Regions from separate parts of the Gossypium hirsutum genome. Here region 1 is linked to region 2. Evidence: chromatin contacts called from public Hi-C data. All regions are on one chromosome and are shown on one strand. Each heading gives the region's core, a stretch centred on a gene start, on an enhancer-like site or on the middle of the called end of the contact. The rest is flanking DNA. Distances are from core to core; before and after follow the strand shown. Region 1 holds the start of LOC107891870. Region 2 holds the start of LOC107891878.

Evidence for each region. A called contact is a pair of places that touch in the nucleus more often than the background predicts.
Region 1: a Hi-C map of leaf shows a contact between it and region 2, with 1.4 times the contacts expected there. The contact joins the promoter of LOC107891870 here to the promoter of LOC107891878 in region 2. A contact is called at or near these places in 6 of 34 Hi-C or Micro-C datasets (callus, hypocotyl, leaf and 1 more).

The regions. Positions count from the first base shown.
Region 1 is chrD09:31,390,178-31,396,021 of Gossypium_hirsutum_v2.1, reverse strand. LOC107891870 reads right to left here and starts at 4,442. Exons shown (of 12, transcript XM_041100306.1): 1 at 4,198-4,442; 2 at 3,599-3,711; 3 at 2,601-2,644; 4 at 1,897-1,954; 5 at 1,450-1,563; 6 at 1,014-1,142; 7 at 729-840; 8 at 124-212. The coding sequence starts at 3,680. It overlaps LOC107891872 (a long non-coding RNA gene), which reads right to left and starts at 5,842. Exons shown (of 2, transcript XR_001682331.2): 1 at 5,554-5,842; 2 at 4,974-5,265.
Region 2 is chrD09:31,219,157-31,225,438 of Gossypium_hirsutum_v2.1, reverse strand. It overlaps LOC107891878, which reads left to right and starts at 4,688. Exons shown (of 1, transcript XM_016816808.2): 1 at 4,688-6,282. The coding sequence starts at 5,470. The coding sequence ends at 6,054.

The DNA of each region.
Region 1 (5,844 bases), core at 3,193-5,692, 170 kb before region 2:
CAAAACATCGAAAACTCTTATTGTGAACCAAAGCCTTTCTGCATTAGCTAAATGCCAGAGATATTGTCCAACTGAGAATTTTCAGGAAATAGAATGACAACAACAAATTTAGTATAGCCTTACATGCATACAGGTCATGTGAATTTAGAATCTTTTTCACACCAGAAGCTGTTCTTGGATCATCCGGCAAGGGAAGTCGGTTACCAGCTAGCCTACCAAAAAAGGAAAAGGAAGGCATCATCCACTAGAAAACAAAAAGGTATTCAGAAAGAATAACAAAAAATTGAATAACAATAGGTGACCTACTTTATAAGGAGCCCGGAAAAAGCTAACAAAATATCACAATTCACAAGTACAACATTTTACAAAATCAATCATCCCCAGGCTGGCAGACTGTAGAGAAAGAAATGAATCACCCTAAATGCCAATATGCTCAGTCACTTAAAATCTTTCTCAAACATTTGCACTCATATACTCCATGTTTAAGCTACAGAAAAAAAGAATACAATTCTCATCTCAAAGGAAAGGAACAAGAAGAGGTAAACAGGTTTCTGGAAACCACAAATTGGGTAGAGTCAACAGTAATGAAGAGGAAGATAATTACAAGCATGCTAAGGTAAAATTTGTTTTTGAGAAAAGACAATTTTATCATGCTAAACTATAAGCAGACATCATTAGGACAAATGTACTATTATTTGAAAAGAAAAAAAAAAGGACAACGAGAATACAATTTAAAGCGTTTTGTTGAAGGTGGCACTAGAGAGGCCGATTGATCAGTATTCTGGGGACTAATTCCTGAGCCATCCATCAGATATCCCATATCTATACAAGTTGAATTCCCTAAAAGAAAAGGGAAATGATGCATCAAGCTCAAATAACGAAGCACTTGCTGCAAAGGGAGAACTGACATGTATTAACTAAATAATGACCCATTTCACATAGGCATTACATCATAAAATCATATCATTAAACAATGGGAAAAGCAAGAGAAATCAACAACATGATCCACTTACGTTTCACATGCATGGTTAAGGAAGAAGTCATTCCAATTTGCCCATCCACGAGGGATTCTGATGCTGTAGGATCATCATCAGCATCAATAATTTCGGATCTTTCCTGGTCCCCAGCTAGTGTAGGTTGGTCTAAGAGAGGTTAAGAAATATGAAAATATGAATCAACTAGGAAATACAAGTTTCCTAGTAATGAAACTGAAAAAGTAAGGCACTTCTTTAACATAAAACACAAGAAAACCAAAAACTAAAATTTAATTTAAAGAGAAAAAACATCTAAAGCTATTTTAAGTACTTTTGATATTTCTTTTTTCCCGAAAAAAGAGTACTAAGATCAGTATAGTAACCAATTGAATAAAAGGAGATTGAAACTTAAAAGTGAAGGCAACAAAAATAATTAAACACATTGGAGAAGAAAAAAGTGAAAAAAATTGGATACTAGCATAAGCTGCTAGTGACTTCTTCCTTTCCTTCCTTGGAGGTTTCCTATGGCCTGTATTACCATCAAGCTCCAAAATAATTTCTTCTGTGATTTTTAGTGACCTACAGAGTTCTGGAAAAATCGGCAGGGAGAGAAAAGAAACAATTTCAGTGAAGCACCACTAACTAGAGAAACAATGTAGACAAAATGACCATAAATCCCTAATTCATACTGCTTATAGAAAGATCATTGAGAACAATAGCAATTGACTGAAAACGGAAATTACATTAAATGCGGATAAATGTTTATCAAAATTATAGATGATAATAATAAACTAGTCTTAACTTCAATTTTAGCAACAGGACTCAAATAGTGCAAAAACATTTTAAGCGCCTTAACTGTGTTTGAATTAATCATAATGAAAAATTGGGAAAAGTTGGTTACAAAAGTAAAATGCCTCCATACCTGCATGAGCAGCATATTGACTGGCCTTGACCGGCTTCTTACAAGCATTACAACATACCTTCATGATTATATTAAACAATTACGCGACAGAAAAAAAATTTGGTGTGCACAAAAACAACTTATGTAAAAACCAACGAACTGACTGTATAAAGAATAAATTTCTACCTTGGTGAAGACACAACCTTAAAACTAAAAACAAATAAAACACACTTTGGATGCTACAAAGAAATTTTGGTAACTAAGAATGTAAAAGGCAAGCCACTTGGTGAGTATTCTCAAGCGAAAAAGTTAAACTCTAGGTGGCATTTAATTAACCATACATTTGTAAAACCCCATGTAGGACTCAAATGTTGAATTTCTTTTTTATTTAAGATTATACATCAGCAATCCAAACCATATAGAGGGAGCCTTAATAGGCAAAGGTATCATAGTTATAGATCAGAGAGAGCATTAACAGAAACAACTCTTTAGATGAAAGAGTTTTATACATGATGTCAAAGAGAACTGAGATTTCATAGCTCAGATAACCTCACCAAATTTAAAGGATCAGTCATGGGCTTCAAGCCAAAGACATGCATATCTGTGAGAAAAATCAACGTGCCATCATAAACAATGAACACAGCATGGCCCATATAATTTGGTGCAAGAGAAACATCATTAAATTGAAAAACCAATAAAACAAACATTATTCCGCACAGCATCACCTTCTTCATCAAGTAAATTTGCCTCATCTGCCTCCTGCAATTCTCTGTAAATGTATTGATCAGCTAATTTTTTATTGCCAACCTCCTCTGCCAACAGCAAGGACAATGTCAATACCATGTTGTTTAATAAATTGGACCGACATATCCAATTCATTTGAACAGTAAGACCTAAATTTGATAACTCATCCTCCGAGTGCAAGCAACAATGGTCAAGTTTAAGGTGCGGTTACATAAATTTGACAGCATGCTTCTTTTGTTTTAACTATTTTAAAAGCGAATCAAGCGCTTTACACATCTATTTTCATGCTTGAATAAGACAAAGAGAGAGAGAACAAAAACAAATAAAAAAGATCTAGTAAATGGATCAAAAGTGCAAAATATTCATGGAGAAACAGAAGTTGTGGGTTCTCTTTTTGTGGTGGAGCAGAGCTACCACTAACTTCACTATAATAATTACAGAGACCTTCTCAAAAAGAAAGAATAATTACAGAGTTTCAAAAAGAAGAGACCAATTTTATGACACAACATACCCTTAAAGCATTCAGAACATGACAGTCATGTACAATATAAAAGAATAAAAGTAAGAAACGGTGATGCAAAATTGAGATTTTTCTTTAATCATTTTTCTTATGTCACTTCATTTGCAACGTTCTATTTCACTTCCTAGAAACTAATTACTGATTGCTCACAAAATTAGACCACACCATTTCAATTTGGCCATGCAACCAAGGAGTGCAAATTATTAAAATTTGCATAACACATAGGATATCAAAACAATATGCGTTGCTTCAACTCTTCATTTTTCTTGAAATACCCATGTTGGACACATATGGACGTGGATGTGAGGATATAATCCCAAGACGCTCTAAATACAAGGAAACTTGTTAAGAAAAGGCATACACGTGCCAGTCACATACTCTATCTTTCACACCCGAATTGAAGTAACATATTGGAAGCATACACATTCCGATATTTCATGCCGTGTAATAATAGTGTACCTGCTATACTCGGCGAGATGCTTCCTGCTTCAAGAAGCCTAGCCATAACCGCCATTCTACCACTTCCCAGTGAGCATACCATTGAGACACAAAGCTAGCTCCGAATCTATACACTGCAATGAGCAATGCAGATAAAATCACCACAATGTTACTACAGCAATGTATAGCTCATAATTAATAGCATCAAAATACTAATACTAATAATAATTCCACGCGTTTAAAATTTATTGTTTTTCAATAAATGCTGGCAATTCCAGGAGTTAAAAATTTTGATAACTATCATGTTTGTAAAATTGTATATTATTAACCATTTCCTTTTCATATTAATTTTTTAAAAGAAATAAAATTTAAATAATTAAAGGAAACTCAAATGTAAAAAAAATGTGATTAAACAAAATTTAAACTAAAAACGAGGAAAAATTATATACATTGTAAATTCACATATACAAAAAAAAAATCTTATGCAGTCATGCAATCCAGAATAAAGAAAATACAAGAAATTATAGCTCGATAAAAAAATTAATTTTTTTTAAAAATAAAAAAAAAACCCTATAAAAATAGAATATGAAAATGATAAAGAATAAAGAATAAAGACTCACCTCGATCCACACCATAAATATTTTGGGGAAAAAACCCTAAAATTGCGGAGAAAATTAAAAAAAAATTGGAATTAGTTCTCAAAACAATGCGCTAATCCCGATGCAATGTGAGTGAAACTAAAAGTTCAGGAAAGAGCTGCAATGGCGGAAATGGAAACCCTAGGTGGAGAGAAGAGATGAGTTGGCGTTGTGGCGGAGCAAAATTGGGAAGGAAAAATAAAACGAAAACAAAAAAACTGACGGTTTTTCTCTTTTGCGTTAATATATGCGCAGGGGGTTGCATTATAGTGATGTGGTCCTCGCCGCATTGGATAACAGGCTACTTTAGACACTTTTAAAATTAAAAATGTTATAAATAACAATATAAATTTTGAACTGACTTCTTTGAAAAAGAAATTTGAATTGACCTCTCATCCGCCCTGTTGGGTAGGCCCAGCTCAGACCGGGCTATATGGCGTTTGAATTCAACTTGTTTATGGGCTACGTGATTAGATCGGTCCATTTGGCAATGATATTTTGTCTTTGAATCTGGTTCTGTCCGAATTTAAATTGAATAATTTGAAATATATTTTTATTTAAATTTAAGCATATAATATAAAAAAATTAATATTAGATATTTTATTTTTTAAAATAGTAGAGTGAGTTATTTGGGTGGGTCGGGCTGAGTTAGGACTCAAGCCTATTTTTTTAAATTAGACTATAGCCTAGCCCCTCTTAATTAATTAATCCTTCCATACTTACTACTTAACGGCTAACGCCATCTAGATTTTTCGAAGTGCAAAAAAGTACATTTTTGAACTTGATAAATGATGCCTGTACAAGCCCATTTTGCCCGGGGCCCATTACAAATAAAACACTTAAAAACCTACCCAATAACTAACCCAAACAACCCATTACAACAAAGCCCAACTACCCAATACCTTAGCCCGAAACCCAAAACAAGAAAAAATCCTAGCAGAAAACAAAAGAACCCAAGGCGTCGTACCTAGGGTCTTCTGACCCTCGGACTTCTACGCCACCGTCACGTCCAGTGCCGCACCTACCCTCTGCCCATCTGCTCCAGCAACCCTGCAAAATAAAAGAGAACATGCAAGCAGCAAAAATAATAGGAAAAAATAGAAACAGATCGGCTATAAAAGCCAAACACCATTTTTGTATTTGACTTCTTCTTTTACAACTGGTTAATGAAAAGCAGATCAAAAAGCTTTAAGAAAAAGGTTGACTCCAGTGCTTCTATTTTCCTGTTCTTGTGTTTCTCTTATTTTATTTTATTATTTTTTTGTATTTGTATTTGTATTTTTATTTTTACAACTCATTTGTAACAAAACGAAAAAGGAAAGGAAAAGGAGTACTTACCGGTTTCGAAAGCCCGTCACTGGAAACCTTCTTCAATGTTGGAATCGAACTGAAAAGGGTACGAAAGACCCCTCCTTTTTCAGCCTCTTGGGTCCAGAGAGTCGGGTCTTTAAAAGGATTCGGGAACAGGGTTGAAAGCCCATCTTTTTCTGGCTCCGATCACCGCTCACGGCAGAGCCACGATGAAGCTATGATGGCAACATGCAGAAGCTGGCCGCCATCTGGTCTGAAATCCAGAGGAAAAATAAAAGAAGGAAATTTTGAAAAAAGGGGGGACGGCTATTAAATGAA
Region 2 (6,282 bases), core at 3,439-5,938:
AATGCATATATTTCTATTATATGATCATTTTTTACAAATATTTTTTGTAGGTATAATGCAAATGAAGATCTTTTGGAGAGAAAAAATAGATACAAATGGAGAATATTAATGATTTACATTTGAATTATGTGTTAATTTCAAAAGTTATGTAGTGTTTTTAATTATATAGTGATTCAATACTTTAATTCAGTTGATTTTTATACTTGTTTTAACCAAAAATAAAAAACACATAATTTTTGGTGAATTCGGTTCACCAACCGAATTAACCAAAAAATTTAAGTTTGGTTAACAGTTAAGAGTTTAAAAGGGTTGGTTAATTCAGTTAATGGTATTTCGGGTCGGTTAACCAATTAAACACCCCTACCACATACGGATTATCACCATAGGTATGGTAAGCCAAGTTTGCTTGAAAGATATGCAATATGGGTTCTGTAAAGTGATTGGTTGTGAGTCAATTGAATGGATTGATCGGTCAAATAACATCAGCATCATATTTTCTTTTATATTTTCTTCGATTTTTGTAGGACATTAAAGGGACAAATTTTGTATACTTTTGGCACTTTTCAAGATCCACTAAGAGATTTTGGGTATATATATACGGTAAGAAGGGAACATTTAGATGGTTTTTCTTCCTTCCGTTCTACACTTTAGCTTTCTTAAAAATTAAATATTCTCTTCTTCTTCGTTAAACTAGAAGCTAAGGTTTTTGAGGTCATTGGTGGATGTTTCAACCTCTTTGTAAGTCTAGTAACTCTACAGGTTAGGATTTTGAAATAATAAAGATGTTATGAAGCAGATAAACAATAAAATATGAATAAGAGACCTTGCATGGGGGTCATCTGCATTTGAGATGATAGCAAATTGTTTGTAAATGGGTTTTAATGGTGATTTCATGTTCTTTTAAGCAGTTGTTACTGCTAATTTGTGAAGAATGTTTGGGTTTGGAACTTTGAGCTGCAGTAAATGTGAGTTTTAGATGAGTCCTTATCATGACTCATGCATGTTAATTTTACAATGGAAAGTCTTATGTTGATGACATATCAAATGCTTGGTAAGTGTGTGAGATATATAAGTTACTATATGAAAAAGGTGATGTGTGGTATGTATGCTTGTGGAATCAAGTATGGTGAGTATGCATTAGTTAGGTGTATGAACAGAACTGGTTAATTTTATTCTGTGCTAAATGGGAAAACATCAAATTGTGATGCCTCTGGTAAGGAAGGTACATTGCTAAATGGACAGGTAGATCACGATGACAAGGAGAATACTCATGGTATAGCCTCTAGTGAGATGTAAATCGAACTGGCAGAACACAACATAAGGATGTGTAAGACTATGTGGCTGGGACCTATGGCATTGTATGTCAATGAAAACACTCATGGTGATACCTCTAGCGAGATATGGACTGGACTGACAAATCATGACATGAAGTTATGTTTAAGACCATGTAAGAGAAACCGCATAGCATATTACGTATTCGTGGCGTGTTTTGTAAGGCCTTTATGGCGTATTGAATGAAGCATGTGTGGCATATTATGTGATATTTGTGTGATGTATTCTATAACACCCTTGGGATGGAATTTGGTCAAATGCTTCTCTGTCGTGATCTCGGTAAGCTTGAGACTTCTATGCTGATCAATGTTATGATAAAGAACTAGTAAGTTGAAGGTATCTCCATTTCGTTAATCTTATGGCAGAATTTTGAATATGACCTAAGGGAAAACTTTTGAAGGAGTTTCCATCAGTGTTTCTAAAGAGGGAATCTGCTATAATAATTTGTCAGTACAGAGAATTTGGTATAATCGTAGATATGGATGGTTTATGTAGTCGCCAAATCTGAGTTTATTATGATATAGATGGCAACAAGGATTATTAGCATGACCTAAGTTGTATCCGGACTTCAAAAACAAAACCAACACTGTTACTATTAATAATTCCATTATTAATACAACTTGTAGAACCATACATCCAACTATTCTGACGTGTTTTGTCATTCTAAGACTAATTTACTTGCAAAAAACCAAAAAAAAACTTTACATGCAAAGAAAGATAATTTTTTGGAACAGAAATGGGTAACCAGAAGAAACCTAAAATCAAATAGAAAGAGTTCCACCCAAAATGTATTGATTTATATCTTTAATCAAAGAAGTCGATAGAAATAATAGAATGGAAGAAAATTTGATAGATTTCTAAATCATAATATCATGGAAAAGAAGCACAAATCTCTAAATCATTTGACAAAAAAATGTAGGTAGAAATTTAATAAAAAAGCGGTTGATCTCAAATCCTAAAACCCAAAAAATTATTCCAAATTGATAATCGAATATTTGGGGAACAAAAATATAAGTGGTAGTAGAAGTTGAAAGAAGAAGATTTGTAGGAAAATGGGAGGAAACAACTTATAAAAAAAAAGGCAGAGAGCTTTGGAGAACTCCCTAAATCTCTTTTATGTGTTTATTGCTTAATTTTTCATGAAAAAGAATGAGAGAGAGATTGTGGAGTTGTGTTTGATCCACACTCACCGCATCATTGTTGATACATGATTTAGTTGGTAGCTCCGTTGGCCAGTCCATCTTCCTCCTAATATAAATGTTTATAGGAGATAGAAGCAAAAGTGGAGAATCTTGAGAGAGCCGACCCTTTTAAAGAGGGTCCTTAAAAGTGCATACAAAAAAGACTATTTGGGGATTAAATTCCAAATTACAGAGTGGATCGGATTCTGGGTCACAAAACGGATCAGATTATGATTACTACTATATCATAACTCAAGTTTAATTTAATTAGTTCATATAATCTATAAAAAAAAATATTGAATGTCATTAGGTAAATTTAAATTTCAAAATTTAACATTTTTCTTTATTTTCATATTACAATATTCGAAAAAGTCAACTCTCATTGAGTGACTAATAAAGGCAAAAATATTCAAATGGTGACCGCATATTTAGTTTTCTTAAGGGCACAAACCTTTATAAAGTTCCCCATGATGTGCACATACTTTTTCTTTAATGCTTTAATCATTTTATTTTTTTATTCTTATCTTCTTTATTTAACTTTTAATGGAATTAGTATTATGAATTAATGGAATATAATTCAATTAAAGAATTTAAAAAAAATATTTGAATAGTTTTATATACAAAATAAATAAATTATAAATGCATTTTTTTCTTTTATTTTTATATAAAATGGATAAAAATTTATATAGTATAATATTTTAACTTAAGACACAATAAATTTTTGAATAATTAAAATTTTGTAATAAATATAGCTATTACATTAAAAGAATTTCACCATGGTGTGTCATAATAATATAATAAAAAATGAGCGAAAATAATGCATTATTACTTTCTTACACCTTCATTTTTCAAAACCGAAAACTCTCAAGTCTTAACAATTCTTTAAATGCTTTTCCAAGTTTCTTCTTTTTCTTTTATATATGTCATTTTCTTCCTTTCTTTTTAGTGGAACATTATTGGGACTTACATGGGCCCTCTCTACCCAATCAAAAATATTTTTGAAATTATTATGTCTCACAATATATTAATCAAAAGTACTGGAAATAAATATACTCAATAATTCGGTTTTACTCAGGAAGATTCACCCCAAATTTTAAGTTTAAAAAATAAAATAAAATATGTTTAACATATGGAGTCTCATTATTTATAAATATTTGACTATTTGAGGCATAGAATTTGTCAAATATATTTTATTTTGGTGTACAAATTGTCAATTGTTTACATTTTAAGGCTTCCTAGACATTACAACTAAATACAACCATGAATAATAATTTCCATTTTTTGTAGAGAATAATTTTGTTAACAAGAATTTCCTATTTTCTTAATATATATATATATTGTAAAATCTAATTAACTAAAATATTTGAAATAAAATTGGTCGAAATTTAGAAAATTTAATTAGGATAAGAAGATAAGGTTGTAAACAAGTTTTCATTTGATATGTGATTAGGAAAGTTATTATTAAAAATAAACTTAATTAATTGTGGATAACTTCTTTTTTAAGAAAAACAAGTAGGAAGATTATAGTTGTGGCATTTGAGAAGAAGGAAATTTAGGTCACTTTATTATACAACAAGTTATTTACAATTTTAGGGAATAATAATTTACATCTTTTTCTTCATTCTTCAACCAAACTCACTTTAAGTTTTTTTTTCTTTCCTTTTTTTTTAGTTTGAGAAATTTGTAACTTTTTATTCCATGTCACTTTGTATAATTGATTTTACTTTTACTTTTTTTGGTTTAATATGATTAAAAGTAGAAATCAATGATTAAAAATAGAAAGATAACATTAGTGCACATATATTTTTAAGAATTAAAAGAAATCTTTAAAAATCATTCTTCCTATTTAAAAATAATACAAGATAAAAAGTAGTATAGAGACCCTTGTACTAAGAGTTGGATTGCATTTTGCTTCCTCTACTTAAAAGATGAGTTAGATCAAAAAGTAAACTAATATTTTTATTAAAAATTTCACTAATTTCTACTATTAAAAATTGATTCATGTACGTCAAAATCAAGTACGTGTGACACACCACATGTAATTGTTTAGTTATTCTGTTAATCACAATAATTTTAATAATAGAAATGGATAAATTTTTTACAAAAAATTATCAATTTACTCTTTAATTTAATATACAAAAATTAAAATATAATCCAACTCCTAATATAAACCCACTAATATACTTTTACCAATAAATATATTTACATAATTATAACCACACCCAATCAAACAAAATTACAATTAAAATCAACACCCATATTTAACTTGTTTCCATGTTCAACACAAAAATAAAGAGGCAATGTCATTATTTAAATAATAATAAATAAATAAAGCAAAGTCCTTATTCGATGTGGGCCCCACACACCTAATAGTAATTAATAAATCTCCATTTTTTTAAAAAAATAGAACCTCACACCCCGACAACTAACCGTTCCGACATCAAACCTCCGTTATTCCGTCCGAACATCGGCTAACGACAACCAAACAAAACAAACGATTGCCGTCATCACACATTCCTCCTTTTTTAGTGTATGGGTCCCACCTCCGCCCGGTCCTACAGAGGACCCACATGACGCGCTCGTCAACGCAAAATCCAAAGACCAAATTAGCCCAGCCCGAAATTAAACCCGATATCCGACCCGTACCCGTCTCCATCTTTTTCGTCGGCCTTTCCTTTCCTTTTTCCCCTTCTATATATATTCCCTCTTCCCTTATCTCTTTCGTGTGGACAGATTATATCACAACAGAGTTATAAAATATATAAAAAAAAAGGAAGGGATTATTATAATTTGAAGGAAAAAAAATCAAGAAACCTTCCTTTTTTTCCTCCTTTGATTTTCCCCTTATGAGGTCTTGAAATTGCTCGAATCCCGTTTTTCTTAAATTTTTTTCATCTAATTCTCAGTTTTCTTTTCTATTTATTTTTCTCGAGTTCTTTTTTTGGGATAAATTATCATGGGGACTGAAATTTTACGGCCTCAGGATTGTTTGATTGAACAGATCCGTGTTTCTTCGACGGCTTGTTCTCGTCGGAGATATGGAAATGGTAGCTTTAATCCTACCTATAATTATAATAATAGTAATAGCAATAACAGCAACGGAAACGTTAGATTTACCAGGAAACCGGTCCAGAGGAAGCGAGTCGGGTCGGAGCAGCGGGTTTCGAAGAGATCTGGCTCCGTCGATGACTTGAAGACGGTGGCGAACAATTTCAAGATGGAGAAGGTTACGATTTTGAGGCGCGGAGAGTCGTTGGATTCGAAGATCAAGAGCAACAACGGCGGTGGAAAGGAAGACGGGTTGGTCGCCACGGGGACGGATCGGTTAGGTCCAGATCCAGAAATGGTTTCGAAACAGATCAGATTTGTGGATATCAAGTCTCCGGTGACCGGAAAATCCGACGTGTACGCTGGATCGGCTTTCGCTGTCTCTCCGGAACCGAGTTCTCTTCCTTTGCCTTCTTTCTCGAAGAAGAAGCATGTTCCGATCGATGATTCGGCCACTAGGGATCTCAGGCGTATACTCCGACTTGACATCTGAGATCTGATTATGTTCATCCGAGTAGATATATTTGGATCCAGAATAAGATCGTTTCGTCTCTATTTAGAACTCTCCGGTAGTTTCAAGATCCGATTACCTCCGTAATATTTTTTCAAAAACGGAGGGCGGATTTGAAAATCGAGATAACATTAGGGGCGATTAGGGAAATATTCCATGTTGATGTTGTTATGGGTAGTACGGAGCTAAAAAGCTGCGTTTTAATTATGG